Linked DNA regions of Gossypium hirsutum: region 1 is linked to region 2. A link is a contact called in public Hi-C data. All regions are on one chromosome and are shown on one strand. The core of a region is the stretch at or near the end of the contact, and the rest is flanking DNA. Distances in the headings are between cores, read along the strand shown.

Region 1 (6,352 bases), core at 2,159-4,658, 200 kb after region 2:
AAATCAAGTGATATGTAGCTGCTTTTAGACCATCTTGAGAATGGGTTGCTTGACTTTTCATGAATGAACGAATCTGTAATATTCTATTATTCACTTGCAGGCTGAAAGTGCAATTGCTGCTCTCAACTGTAGTGGTGTGATTCTGGGGTCATTGCCCATAAGGTTAGATCCCTGTTTTTTCCATCAGTTCTCCAAATGATTTTTTTTTGCTATAATTTATCTGCAAAGATTGATTAAGCATTTATTCCCATTGTGTTCTGAGTATATTATTGTTGTTGTGTATGATCAGGGTAAGCCCATCGAAGACCCCAGTTCGGCCGCGCACCCCTCGCCTTCCCATGCACTGAATCATTGTGGCACTCCAACTGATTTTAGTACTGGTTTATATATATTTAAAATCCATACACACACCCATGTAAAGATGTTTCCCATGTGGATGGCTTGTCCATTTATATTATATATATTGTCCTCTGCAGCGCTTGGTTGTTTACCCTAGGTGTTGTTGTCTTTTGTTTATTCTTGCAACTTGCAGTACATAGAGTTGGATGGAACTTCGAGGCTTTGAAAGATATTATGCATTATTACTCACTAATGTGGACAGGGTTTGTCCCAAATTGAACTTTTTGCACATTCTGGGCTATGTAATTGATGGAGTGGTTCTCTAGTACTTTTGTGTCACTGGTACTGTGCCAAGCTTTGGCTTGATGCCACTGGAGATGAGATGCCCGCTCTATCAATTCTTTTACCTCCTCTCCTATTTAGTCTTAAATTTGTGTTATTTCATTTGATCTTTTGGGCGGCATTAGATAAAATTCATGCTAGTTGGATTTTTTCTTGGGTGCATGAACTATATGATCTGATCTGCTTTACGCCAATATCAATCAAGTCATTGAGAATTCCAGGTTGTACGTTCATGGAGGCCCCGAACTTCCGAAGAAAAATAATATAGTTGGGATACCAAATTGATCGATAGAAGTTTTACATCATCTAACAAGCAGGAAATTTGTGGGGGGCTCATGCTGAACTGAAGCACCGTAAATTTAAGAAAATTTTACTACAAACAAGCCAGTGATTGTGAATCAACCGGCACCTATATGATTTATTTATATAATTTTATTGCGTAAAAGCTCAGAGGTGCAGAAGGCATCTAAGCGATTTCCCCTCGATTAGCAGTTGAAAAGCTTCATTTATGTTGTGGAAGGGAAGCTCATGTGTGATAAACTCGTCCAAGTTCAGGGTCTGGAATCATATTCCAAAAACTCAGTTTGATTGTAAGAAAGAAGCAGGGCTTGAATTGATGATTTAACTTTTACCTACCCCACACATGCATTGTTCGGCCAACTTTGGCAGTTGGGTTTTGCCTTTGAAGCCTCCAAAGATGGATCCTACGATTTGGCGTCCGTTAAATAACTCCATTGGATGGAGAGGCAGCAACATTGGGCTTGGGTGAATCCCCAGTAGTACTGTCAGTCCCCATCCCTGTGTATGCATGCCACACTTTGATGATTAAAGGGGGACAACAATAGATGAAACTGGGAAATCAGAGGCAGGGTGATAAGAGGAGGGAGTTACGGTATGGGTGGACAAAAATGCCTCTCGAAGAACTTCAAGGTTTCCTACACATTCGAAGCTGTAGTCTACACCTCCCTCTGTAATAGCTCCGATTTTCTGCGCTCACCCATTTGTTTTTTTAAGTCTATTATATTCCACAGTTGCATAAATGATGATTACTAAATACTAACCTCATGCACTGGTACGTCTAGATCCTTTGGGTTTATGAATTCTGTAATTCCCACTGCTTTGCCTGCTCCACCGCCACCCACAACATTATATAACCTTCCAATATTAATTTACTCATAAAACACTAAATCTTGCCATCGCTAGAAAAGATGGGGGGGAATAAATACCTTTGAAAAATTTGCTAGGGTTGATATCAACGCCTATTATTTTCGATGCACCTCTTACTCGTGCTCCTTCAGCTACCTGCTCCATTCCAAGTTGCCATTACTTCACTATTTTATATCTTTAGCACATGGGATGATTCACGCTACGTACTATATGATTTACTTGAAAAATATGCATTTCTATTTTATGTTAGATTCAGGAAAAAGCAAAAGTGGCAAGGAAATCAGAGCTGTCTACATATAAAATTTATGTATTATTTAATTATTTACGGCTTATCCGGTTCACGCTAGATTGCATGGTTTGATTCTTTTCACTTCTCAGTAACGTCCAACACTGTATTCATACTAAAATATGAATTTTATTGGGTCAGCAAAGCGACTCACAGCGAGTCCCACGGCACCCAACCCAAAGATTGCCACGCTTGAGCCAGGTTGCACGTTGGCTACATTCCAAGCTGCTCCCACGCCTGACAAATTGACAGTCAGCCAGAGACATTACTACGAGTTGAATATAGGCCAACAGAGAGGGATATTGTTTTTTTGGTGATTAGTTTATACCAGTTGAGACACCGCAACTTAAGAGGCTCATTTTCTCGAGGGGGGCCTTGGTGTCAATCTTTACTACACAGGCAGAATCAAGAACGGTGTACTGGCTGAAAGTGGAGGTGTTGAGGAAATGAAAGATGGGGTTCCCATCCATGGTGGAAAACCTCGTCTTCCCATCATTTACCATCACGCTCTTCAATGGATTCACTCCAAACTTTTGGCAGAGATTAGTTTTTTGGCTTCTGCAACAGATGCAGGTGCCGCACTCCCCTTGGAAGAAAGGGATGACATGATCACCTATTTTCATGTCTTCAACACCTTCCCCAACGCTCTCAACAATCCTGGAACAAACACCAGCATATCCTTCATTCATCAGCAATACGCTTTCATAGTTTTCTTTGGGGGAAAACAAATATAATTAGTTCCTGGTCACATACCCTGCAGCTTCATGGCCTAGAATTCGAGGATATGCTCTCTGTGCTTCATTCTTTAAAACAAAAGCCACAAGGGTCAGAGGTTGAGATGAAAGAGTTAAAAACAAATGATTGATGGGTTTAATTACCTCGCCTTTCCAAGAACTGAGATCCGTGTGACAGATTGAAGTGAAGAGAATCTTGACCCTCACCTCCATCTTTTGAGGGGGTGCCACTTGAACATCTTCAATGACGAGAGGCTGTCCAGGACCCCATGCTACAGCAGCTGCAACAAGGGAACATCACACTCAATCTAAATCCCGGATTGTTGATCATAGGAAAATAGAGAGAAAACCAGAGGCGCCTTTTGTTTACCTCTGCAAGTGATGACTTTCCCTGCAGTGTGGGTTGACTCGGTCTCATACGAATGGTAACCAACATCCATGTTCTTCTTCTCTCTCTTAATGAACCAAGCAGCTGAGATTGTATCAGAAACCTGGTGTAGAGTTTGTTTTGATGTGAAAAGGCGGGTGTTTGAAGCTTCATTCTGGGTAATATTTATAAGCTTAGATTAGTAATCTCACATGGCTTGATGATTAAAAAAAAGGCTGTTTAATTCGTGTGGAATTGTCTAATCCCTGATTATTGTTTCTTTTATTGCGCAATTAATTTGTGGGGTAATATGGTCCAACGCACCAGTTTTAATCGAACAGTCCAAATATTAAAATTTTATAATCAAATACGCTATCATTTTTTAATCTGACATGTGATATATTCATATTTTTTTTAAAAAAAATGAGGCGGTCATATTGATAGAGAGACCACCTATGTTTTCAAACAATATTTTGGAAGAAATAAGAAATCCCCAGAAAAAGAATTCTCAGGAACCAAACACACCAAAAGCAAGAAGGAAATTGAAATAATAATAAAACCCCCCTTAGATCCTCGGAATTTAACCATAAACCCATCAATATCTAATATCAATTCAAGTCAATTCCCGATGATATTATTGTTACCGGTTTTGTTTCCAAACGGTTCCTTTCGAGAGAAAAAATAAAGTCAATCAAGTGCATCGTTGACTTTTAAACAGGACAGGAAGGGGATAGGAAATAGGAATATAAAACTTTATATTATTATTATTTTATATAAAATAAATTTAAAAAATATAATACATATTAAAATAAATATTTTTCAATAAATTAAAAATATATCAAAAAATATTTTTATATTTAAATAACACTAAAATAACTAAAACTTAGCAAATAAATACCTCTAACATAATATCAAAATTAATAATACAATAAAAATTATTCAATATTCAAAAAAATAATAACAAAATAAAAAAATAACAGCAAGACAATTGCAGCAAATAATTCACTAAACCAAGGCAAATTCAGCTGGCTTGGGAAGAAAATAAGTTGGCCCATGCCCATGCCCATGCACATGAAATTGACTCCCACCTTACTTAATTTAAGTGGTTGAGATGGAAGTATAAAAATTAAATTTATTTTAAAATTGTTTTTATTTTTTATGAATAAAAATAAGATGGAAATCAGTTTTAAGCCAGTAATTTCTTCGTTTTCCCCTTTTTTTACTTTGTAAGTCGGTCTCTTCCGCATTTTCTTTCTTGGTTGCAAAAGTAAACCTTCCTTTTTTTATACCTCAATAGCAGCCATAATGTTATAACAAAATAGGAGTCCAATTGACTTGGTCTCTAAACTTTTTTTATACCTCAAACACAAAAATTCAAACCTACTAATGTAATTTTCCTCCTGTAACGTACTAAAAGAAAAGAAATAACAATCCTCATAATTGGCATCACCATAACTTATCTATAAAATTAAACTGAATGACAAATTTAGTCTTTAATAGTTGCATTTTTTTGTTAATTTGACTTTTATTTCTTTTTAAATTAAAGTTAACTATTAGCCTTTCAAAAAAACTCAGATCGTTTTTTCAGTGGAAATATTGATTAAAACATTAACCTTTTAACAATGTTGGTGTGACAACCCATGTGATAATCCACTTATACTTTATGCTGATACAACACTATTTGTCTTATATACCATGCTAACAAATAATTTAAAAATTATAAAAGTATCTAAAATTAATATATATAAAGTTTATAAAATTCAAAAATTAACATGAAGTACATGTGGATTGTCATGAGAGTTGCCATTTTAAAAATTTAACGTTTTAGTCAATATTTCCGTTAAAAAATGAAAAATTTAAATATTTTAAAAAAAGTTGAATTTAAAAGGTTGATGGTCAAATTCAACTCTTTTTATCTGTTTAGGACTTAAAATGGGATGACACCTAATGAAATCTAGAGAGGAAGGGAAACCGTCTGTAGGATGCTTTTATCTTTTTAGGAGTGTATGTTATATACTTAGAGATAAAACATACCAATAGAAGTTTAGTGCAGACAACGATGATGGTATTTTCCTTGGGTACTTTACAAATAATAAGACTCATAAAGTGAACAACAAGTGCACCAATGTAGTTATCAAAGTTGTACCAAGAAGTCCCGTATCTAGTGAGTATGCAAAAAAAAAAAAAAAACTATGGAGCCAGTTGTAGAAGAAATTGCAACTAGGCAAATTGTTAGTACTGATAAACTTGCATATGTCTTTTCCTAACCACAACCATCCCCAAGGGTAGGCAAAAACCATCATTTGGATAGTGTAATTGGTGAAATTGATGGTAAACAAGCCTAGCCCAAACTATCGTGACATGGTTAGGGTGGTGTGTTGCACTTATTCCATGGAGCCTAAGAAGTTTGAAGAAGCTCTCAAAGATGAGCATTGGATTCAAGCAGTGCAAGAAAAGATGAATCAATTTCAAAGTAATGATGTATGACAATTAGTCCCCAGGTCTGAATGATGAAATGTAATTGTTACAAAATTGATATTTAAGAATAAGAATAATGAGCATAGGAACATCACTACAAACAAAGCTAGACTTGTGGCTCAAGGTTACACACAGGTGGAGAGAGTTGGCTTTGATGAGACTTTTACACTTGTAACTCGTTTGGAGGCCATCAGACTATTATTGGTCGTTGCAACTTTCTTAGATATCAAATAGTTCTAGATAGATTTAATCATTGTGTTCTTAAATGGTTTCATCAGTGTAGAAGTGTTTTTGGAGTAGCCTAAAGGATTGGAAGACTCCAAGCATCCCAATCATGTTTACAAACTCATTAAGGAACTGTATGGATTAAAAAAAAACCCCAATGATATTGTATGAGAGGCTTTTTAAGTTCTTACTTAAACAAGTTTATACTCATCAAGAAATAAAGATGATTGATCACAATAGCTTAGAATGTCATTTTTGGCTTAATGATACATGCATAGATGGGGTGAAATTTATTAAATTCAATTCACCAAAGCAGCCAATTTTAAAGTTTGGAAAATCAATCGACTTGCAACAATTTTTTTGATGTGATCCAAGCATTTCTGGGTTGATATGTATTCATAGCATTTAAAGAGA
Region 2 (6,487 bases), core at 1,039-3,538:
TAAAATCGGGTTGTGGCCAGTCAATGGCTGGAACCAACTCGTATTTTAGACCCATGATTGCCTGATAATTGTGTCAGACTTAAAAAAATGATTTTTTTGGTTCTGGCCTGTCAATGGCCGGAACCAGTGTATTTTTTTAGATTATATAATACTGATATACAAAAAAGAAAAAAATAAAAAAAAATTTGGGTGCTGGCCTGTCAATGGCCGGCACCCCTGTACACGAAAAAAAAATTTCGAGTTTTGTTATGTCAATGGCCGGTACTAGAATACGAGAAAAATTAATTTTTTTACTTTTTTCGTATATTGATACCTGCTATTGACACGAAAAAAGTAAAAAAAAAATTCCACAAAAAAGGTGGTGCCTGCCATTGGCAGGCCAGCACAAATTTTTTTTTTACTTTTTTCGTATATTGATACCTTCTTTTGACACGAAAAATGTAAAAAAAAATTCCCACAAAAAAAGTGGTGCCGGCCATTAGCAGGCCACCACCAAAAAAATTTTTTTTAAACTTTTTTCGTATACTGATACCTTCTTTTGACACGAAAAATGTAAAAAAAAAATTCCCACAAAAAAAGTGGTGCCGGCCATTGGCAGGCCACCACCAAATTTTTTTTTAACTTTTTTAGTATACTGATACCTTCTTTTGACACAAAAAAAGTAAAAAAATACGAGTTAGTTCCGGCTATTGACAGACCACAACCCGATTTTACTGTTTATTGCAAATTGTTTTAGTTATTGTTTTTAAATTTGAATTATTTTTGTAAATATAATATTTTTTGGGCTATTAAAGTAAAATAGCCAAGCCTTTGTCGACAGCTTTTCTTGTTGTAAGCCTAGGGGCTACCTGCTTATTATAAGTGACCACTCTTTTTCGGCTTGAAATATATAAATATCTAACTCTTTTTGCACATTTGATTAAAAAATTATTTTAACTTTTTATTAATTTTTCTAAATTTATAATTTTTTTTTATTTTTATCAATTTTTCTCAAAATTGATGAAAAATTAAATTCTATTAACTTAGTTAATGTAAAATATATATGAATTATGATTTTGTGACATGTTAGTATTTAATTAATTTTAAAAATATTTAATTAATTTTAAAAAAATTAAAAAAATATTGTTTTATAACTTTTTAAAATTTTTTAAATTTAAAAAAATTAATTGAATGTTGATGTATCATCCATGTGTAGGCCACATTAGCAGAGTTAAGAAATATTAACTTTTCTATTCATTTGGGTGATTTGACAAAAAAACACAAGTTGAAATATGAGTGTTGAAACGATTGGTTCGGTTATAATTGAACCGAACTAGCATTAACCGAACTGTATAATTCTTTAACTGTTAACCGAACCGAAATTTTTTCAAAAAAACTTTAACCGAACTGAAATATTTTGATTAATTCGATCGGTTAACTGAATTAATCGCAATTTATATGTTTTTGTCTTTTAGTTAAAACAAGTATAAAACATATCAAATAAATACATTGAAATTAACACATAATATTAATTATTAAGTTTGGTTAATTCGGTTAATTACTTGATTTCGAACCAATTAACCGGTAACCGAAATTCCAAAAAACCATTAACCAACCTCCAACCAAACTATATGTTCGGCTATCGGTCGATTAACCGAATTAGTTCGACTCGGTCAGTTAATTTGGTTTTAATTGAAGTTTAAATATCCCTAAATTTAATAACTAAAAAAGACGAAAAATTAAATTAAAAAGTAAAATATTTTTTTATAAAATTAGAATGTAAAATAAATCATTATTATTTAAATTGTAAAATAGAAAAAATATTACATTAATTAATGGTGTTAGCGTACCGACATGAGCATGCATTTGAATTTGGTTGCACCCGTAAATAAGTTAATGAGATGGTTGTTAAGGTATGGAATAATTTCTATTGTCTTTATAATTACAAATACAAATACTAAATCTAATTAATAATATTTTTAGATATTAAGATATTTAGGAATTTTGAATATTTAAATACTATAACCGTCATTTAAAAAGAAAAAGAAACTAGTGACTTGGCAATCATTCACATGTGAAAGTAATTTGACATTCCTGATTAAACTCCAAGAATACCATCTTCATGTTCACATGGCCTTTAACATTAGTTAAGTAATGTGATGCTGTAAAAGCTGTAACATCATTTGTCCGATTCTGGAATTTTGCAATTAAAAATAAATGGCAGAAAGATTACGTACATCTTGTGATATCAGCATCTCAACGTCATCAGAAAATGAGTGGTTTAAATGGGTGCTGAAAGCCGGAACCTCCAAAGTTGTGCAAAGTAATTAAATATCATACTCCATTCCCATGGCGCTCTCCACCACCAAGCCACTACTCACTGACCTCGCAACTACAGTTAAACTGGTGCCTACCAATTACATCAGACCAATCTCCGACCGTCCAAACCTGATTGATGTTCACGTATCAAATGTTTCCATCCCTCTGATCGACCTTCAGGACCTCCATGGCCCCAACCGCTCTCATGTTCTTAAACAGATTGCCCTAGCTTGCCAACATGATGGCTTCTTTCAGGTACCCAAACAAATATTTTGATTTGGCTGTAATTGTCGCTTGCTACTCCTACTAGTTAAGTCTGTTTAGTGATTTCTATTCTACTGTATGATCAGGTTAAGAACCATGGGGTTTCAGAATCCACCATCAACAACATGCTGCGTTTAGCTAGAGATTTCTTTTATTTACCGGAGAGTGAGCGGTTGAAGAATTACTCCGACGACCCGTCCGTCGCCAACCGGTTGTCAACTAGTTTCAACGTTAAGACGGAGAAGGTTGCCAACTGGAGGGATTTTCTGAGACTCCATTGCTACCCTCTCCAAGATCACGTAAACGCATGGCCTTCAAATCCCCCATCCTTCAGGTTTTAATAATATAGTAGCATAAATAAGCCAATGGTTTTCATCTTTTAATTTTAAGCATGACTGAATTTGTGGTTCCTGTCAGGGACGACGTAGCCGAGTATTGCAGTAGCGTTAGAGGTTTAGTGCTACGACTGCTTGAGGCCATATCAGACAGCTTAGGGCTGAAGAGAGATCATATAGATAAGACCCTAAGCAAGCATGGGCAACACATGGCTTTAAACTACTATCCACCTTGTCCACAACCAGAACTTACTTATGGCTTGCCTGGCCATACTGATCCTAATTTAATAACTATTCTTCTTCAAGATGACATCCCTGGATTACAGGTTTTAAGAGATGGCAAGTGGATTGCTGTCAATCCCATTCGCAACACCTTCATTGTCAACATCGGCGATCAAATGCAGGTGAAGTGGTGGATTGTGATTGTAACCTTTGTTTATTTATTTGTTAATCCAGAAAAAAAAAGAAAAAGAAAAAGTGAGTGGTGATCTTTTGTAACAGGTAATTAGCAATGATCGTTACAAAAGTCTGCTCCATCGAGCTGTTGTGAACTGCAATAAAGAACGAATATCCATCCCAACCTTCTATTGTCCCTCACCTGATGCTTTGATAGGCCCTGCTACGGACTTGATCGACGATGATCACCCTGCAGTGTATCGAAGTTTTAGTTATGGCGAATACTATGAAAAATTTTGGAAGAGGGGACTTGCTAGCGAATGCTGCCTCGACCTGTTCAAAACTTGTATTCCATAATTATCTATTCTCATGAATTCATATTTTAAAGTCGAGATTAGACGGAGTTGTCTTATTCGACCTCCCAGATAATGTTAATTACTGAAGCGTCTTAATTAAGGTGCTAGATGATGGTATTTCACTGTTTCATATACATTTCCATCTCTGCAAACGGGACTTGCAACTCACCTTTTCCTACCTTCTACTTTTTCAATTTACAAGACCATCAAAACTTTAATGCCAATTTTGAGGATTTCAATTTGGATTTTATTTATATACGTAAAGTAGTTATATTAAAATTGTAACCAATCTATGAATTTGAAAAATTATAGTGAATTTTACTTTTTTAGCAACCTAAGGAAATTACCCAACAGGCTAGAACCGATGCTAATGAAGAAGACCAACACGCTCTCACTAGTAGGCCTTGAAACTGGTTATAACACAAGCGCCATTAAAAGCTTGGTGGCTTTGGGGGAGTTTGTATCACATTCTCTCTACCTAATGGTCCCCGTCATCGAATGGTATGGTTGCTAGGTCAGAATTTCTAGGGATTTTAACTTTCTATAGCTTTCGTTCCATCTAATTACATAAACTATTAATTTTTTATAATATTTTATGTAATACATAAAAACATGGTTTAATTATTCAAAACTTTACTCAGTTATTTAAATCATTACAAGGGATAAATTACTAAACGAAATACTCAAAAAATTCTTATTACATAAACTATTAGTATTCTTATAATATTAATGCAACATTGGAGTTGATGAAAAGTTTATAGTAAGGATCTCTTTCTAGAATTCTTTATAAGCACCCAAAATCAATTCATTGTATCATGGAAAATTAAGGCTATTGTAGGTGTAAAAAAGAACTTTTCTTTCTCTCCCTAAGTGCTATTTAACTTCTAAAGTCTTCTTCCCCTCCTCCCTTTTAGAAAAATATGGGTATCACATATATAATAATTACATTATTATTTACTATAATAAAAATTTATTCAAATTAAAAGTGATTTAATTTAGTTACAATTTATCAGATTTTCGTTAATTTAATAAAGTATGGGTCAAATATGTGTATGTAACATCCAATTCGATCCGATCGCCAGAACTGAGATGTGAGATATCAGATTCGTTGCCTAAACAACTATGATTTTAATTCAATATCTATGATGCAAATTATATGAACAATTAGGTTTCAAGACTTTTAACAACATTATTTATTCAAATTTAGGTTATAATCGAGCTTACAAAAGATCTTATAAATCGTCGTTTGTAACACCATATACCCGACCATATTTCCAATTTCGGGTACCTAGCGTCACAATTAACCCGAACTACTTAACAAAATTTTTGTCTGGTTATTTACAGACTTAGTTAATATTAAAATAAACATCCATTACTACTAAAACACTCTCAACCAAATCCACTGATGATGACTGATTTAGATTTTTTTTATTTCAATTATACTTTACACCATACAAGTGTTTAGTCCCAACTACCATTATGACTTGTTGAGTACGAATAAATAATTACATTATTCTAAGACTCAAAACTCTAAAATAGATACATTAAAGCATTTTTTCCCTGAGGCGTAGCCTTTAAGGGTACCCCTCTATAGACATGATACAATTATGGCACCACTCGCACAACTTGCTGGCGTCTGGCTTGGTCTCTCCGTGATCTATGAATCATTCCTTAACCTTGCATTTAGAGCAATACAAAAGTAAGTCTAGATGAACTTAGTGAGGTTCTATACGACAGTACTCATAGAAAAACTCTTAATTTTATGGATAAATAAGAATTAATGCACAGAGATAAACTCCTTGAGTGACTTAGGAGATTCCGCAGGTGACATGGCATCGTTGACGCCTTCACTTGTTTTGGAACTAAACGTTGACGGACATGTCAACTAGTGTAGTCATATTCGTATTTTGCCAAACGCCTTCACTTTCCCCGTCTATCTTTAGCTAAAACTTCTATGATTGCCTTCTCGGTTTGACTCATCATAAAGTAACCATATATACGAATATCCATATTGACGACCACTATCGACGAACTATCAGATGACTCGCCATATCCACTGGTTTATTCCCAACAATGAACTTCTTATGACATATCTTGTGCATGAATCCCTCCTTAAAGGAAGACATATTTATTTATGCCCTCATAGGAGGCCTTGGTTATGGAAAATGGGTGGTGGATGGGCACCCCTCTTTCTTGGTAGACTCATACCATCCAAATAGTCCCATAGGATTCCCCCATTTTAATCTATTCCACCAAGATGCTCCCAATATTAGATAGTCTCCCCCTTCCCCCACAAACTATCTATTTTTTAAATTGTCATTGACAGGCTTCTACCTCTGTTAGTCCTGTGTAGACTATCTCATACCAGAAAGTCCTGGTCGACCTCTTCTCTCTTTGTAAATCCCTGACGGACTTTATCGATCATTAAGCTTCGAGTGGACATTCCCTTTTCACGTGGTCCTTGGTGGACTAACCACTTTTCTAGCTACCTCTTTATCGATCATCAATTAGGATTTCAAATATGATAATCCATTCCAATATTTCTTAGCCAAATGATGGTTCTACCTAAACTCAGGTTGACTTTTAATGATGAATACTAGATTTGCCAATATGTTGAAGAAAATTTCTCCTTCCTCTCTCATATACCTACGTTAAGACGCTTCTATCAGTTCCACTTACCATTGCATTTTGGCAGATCCTTTCATTTTCCTGTTTGTGATTCTCAAATGTGCCACGGTCCTTCTGTCATACTACTCGCTGTGCGAGTCATACAATGGCTTCTTCTTTTTTCCCCGATAGACTTCCTTGTTCAATATCCTGAAGGACTCCATTTTTTTC

What was found. A called contact is a pair of places that touch in the nucleus more often than the background predicts.
Region 1: a contact with region 2 is called in a Hi-C map of leaf, with 1.7 times the contacts expected there. The contact joins the promoter of LOC107911778 here to the promoter of LOC107911851 in region 2. A contact is called at or near these places in 2 of 34 Hi-C or Micro-C datasets (leaf and petal).

Annotation. Positions count from the first base shown.
Region 1 is chrD08:40,023,359-40,029,710 of Gossypium_hirsutum_v2.1, forward strand. LOC107911778 (alcohol dehydrogenase-like 4) reads right to left here and starts at 3,409. Exons shown (of 10, transcript XM_016839706.2): 1 at 3,239-3,409; 2 at 3,013-3,149; 3 at 2,888-2,937; 4 at 2,463-2,791; 5 at 2,289-2,371; 6 at 1,908-1,983; 7 at 1,743-1,804; 8 at 1,573-1,668; 9 at 1,318-1,479; 10 at 929-1,239. The coding sequence starts at 3,308. The coding sequence ends at 1,129. It overlaps LOC107911784 (polyadenylate-binding protein-interacting protein 11), which reads left to right. Exons shown (of 11, transcript XM_016839737.2): 10 at 101-162; 11 at 290-664. The coding sequence ends at 347.
Region 2 is chrD08:39,822,581-39,829,067 of Gossypium_hirsutum_v2.1, forward strand. It overlaps LOC107911851 (protein DMR6-LIKE OXYGENASE 2), which reads left to right and starts at 2,289. Exons shown (of 4, transcript XM_016839802.2): 1 at 2,289-2,553; 2 at 2,649-2,896; 3 at 2,980-3,301; 4 at 3,399-3,779. The coding sequence starts at 2,329. The coding sequence ends at 3,650.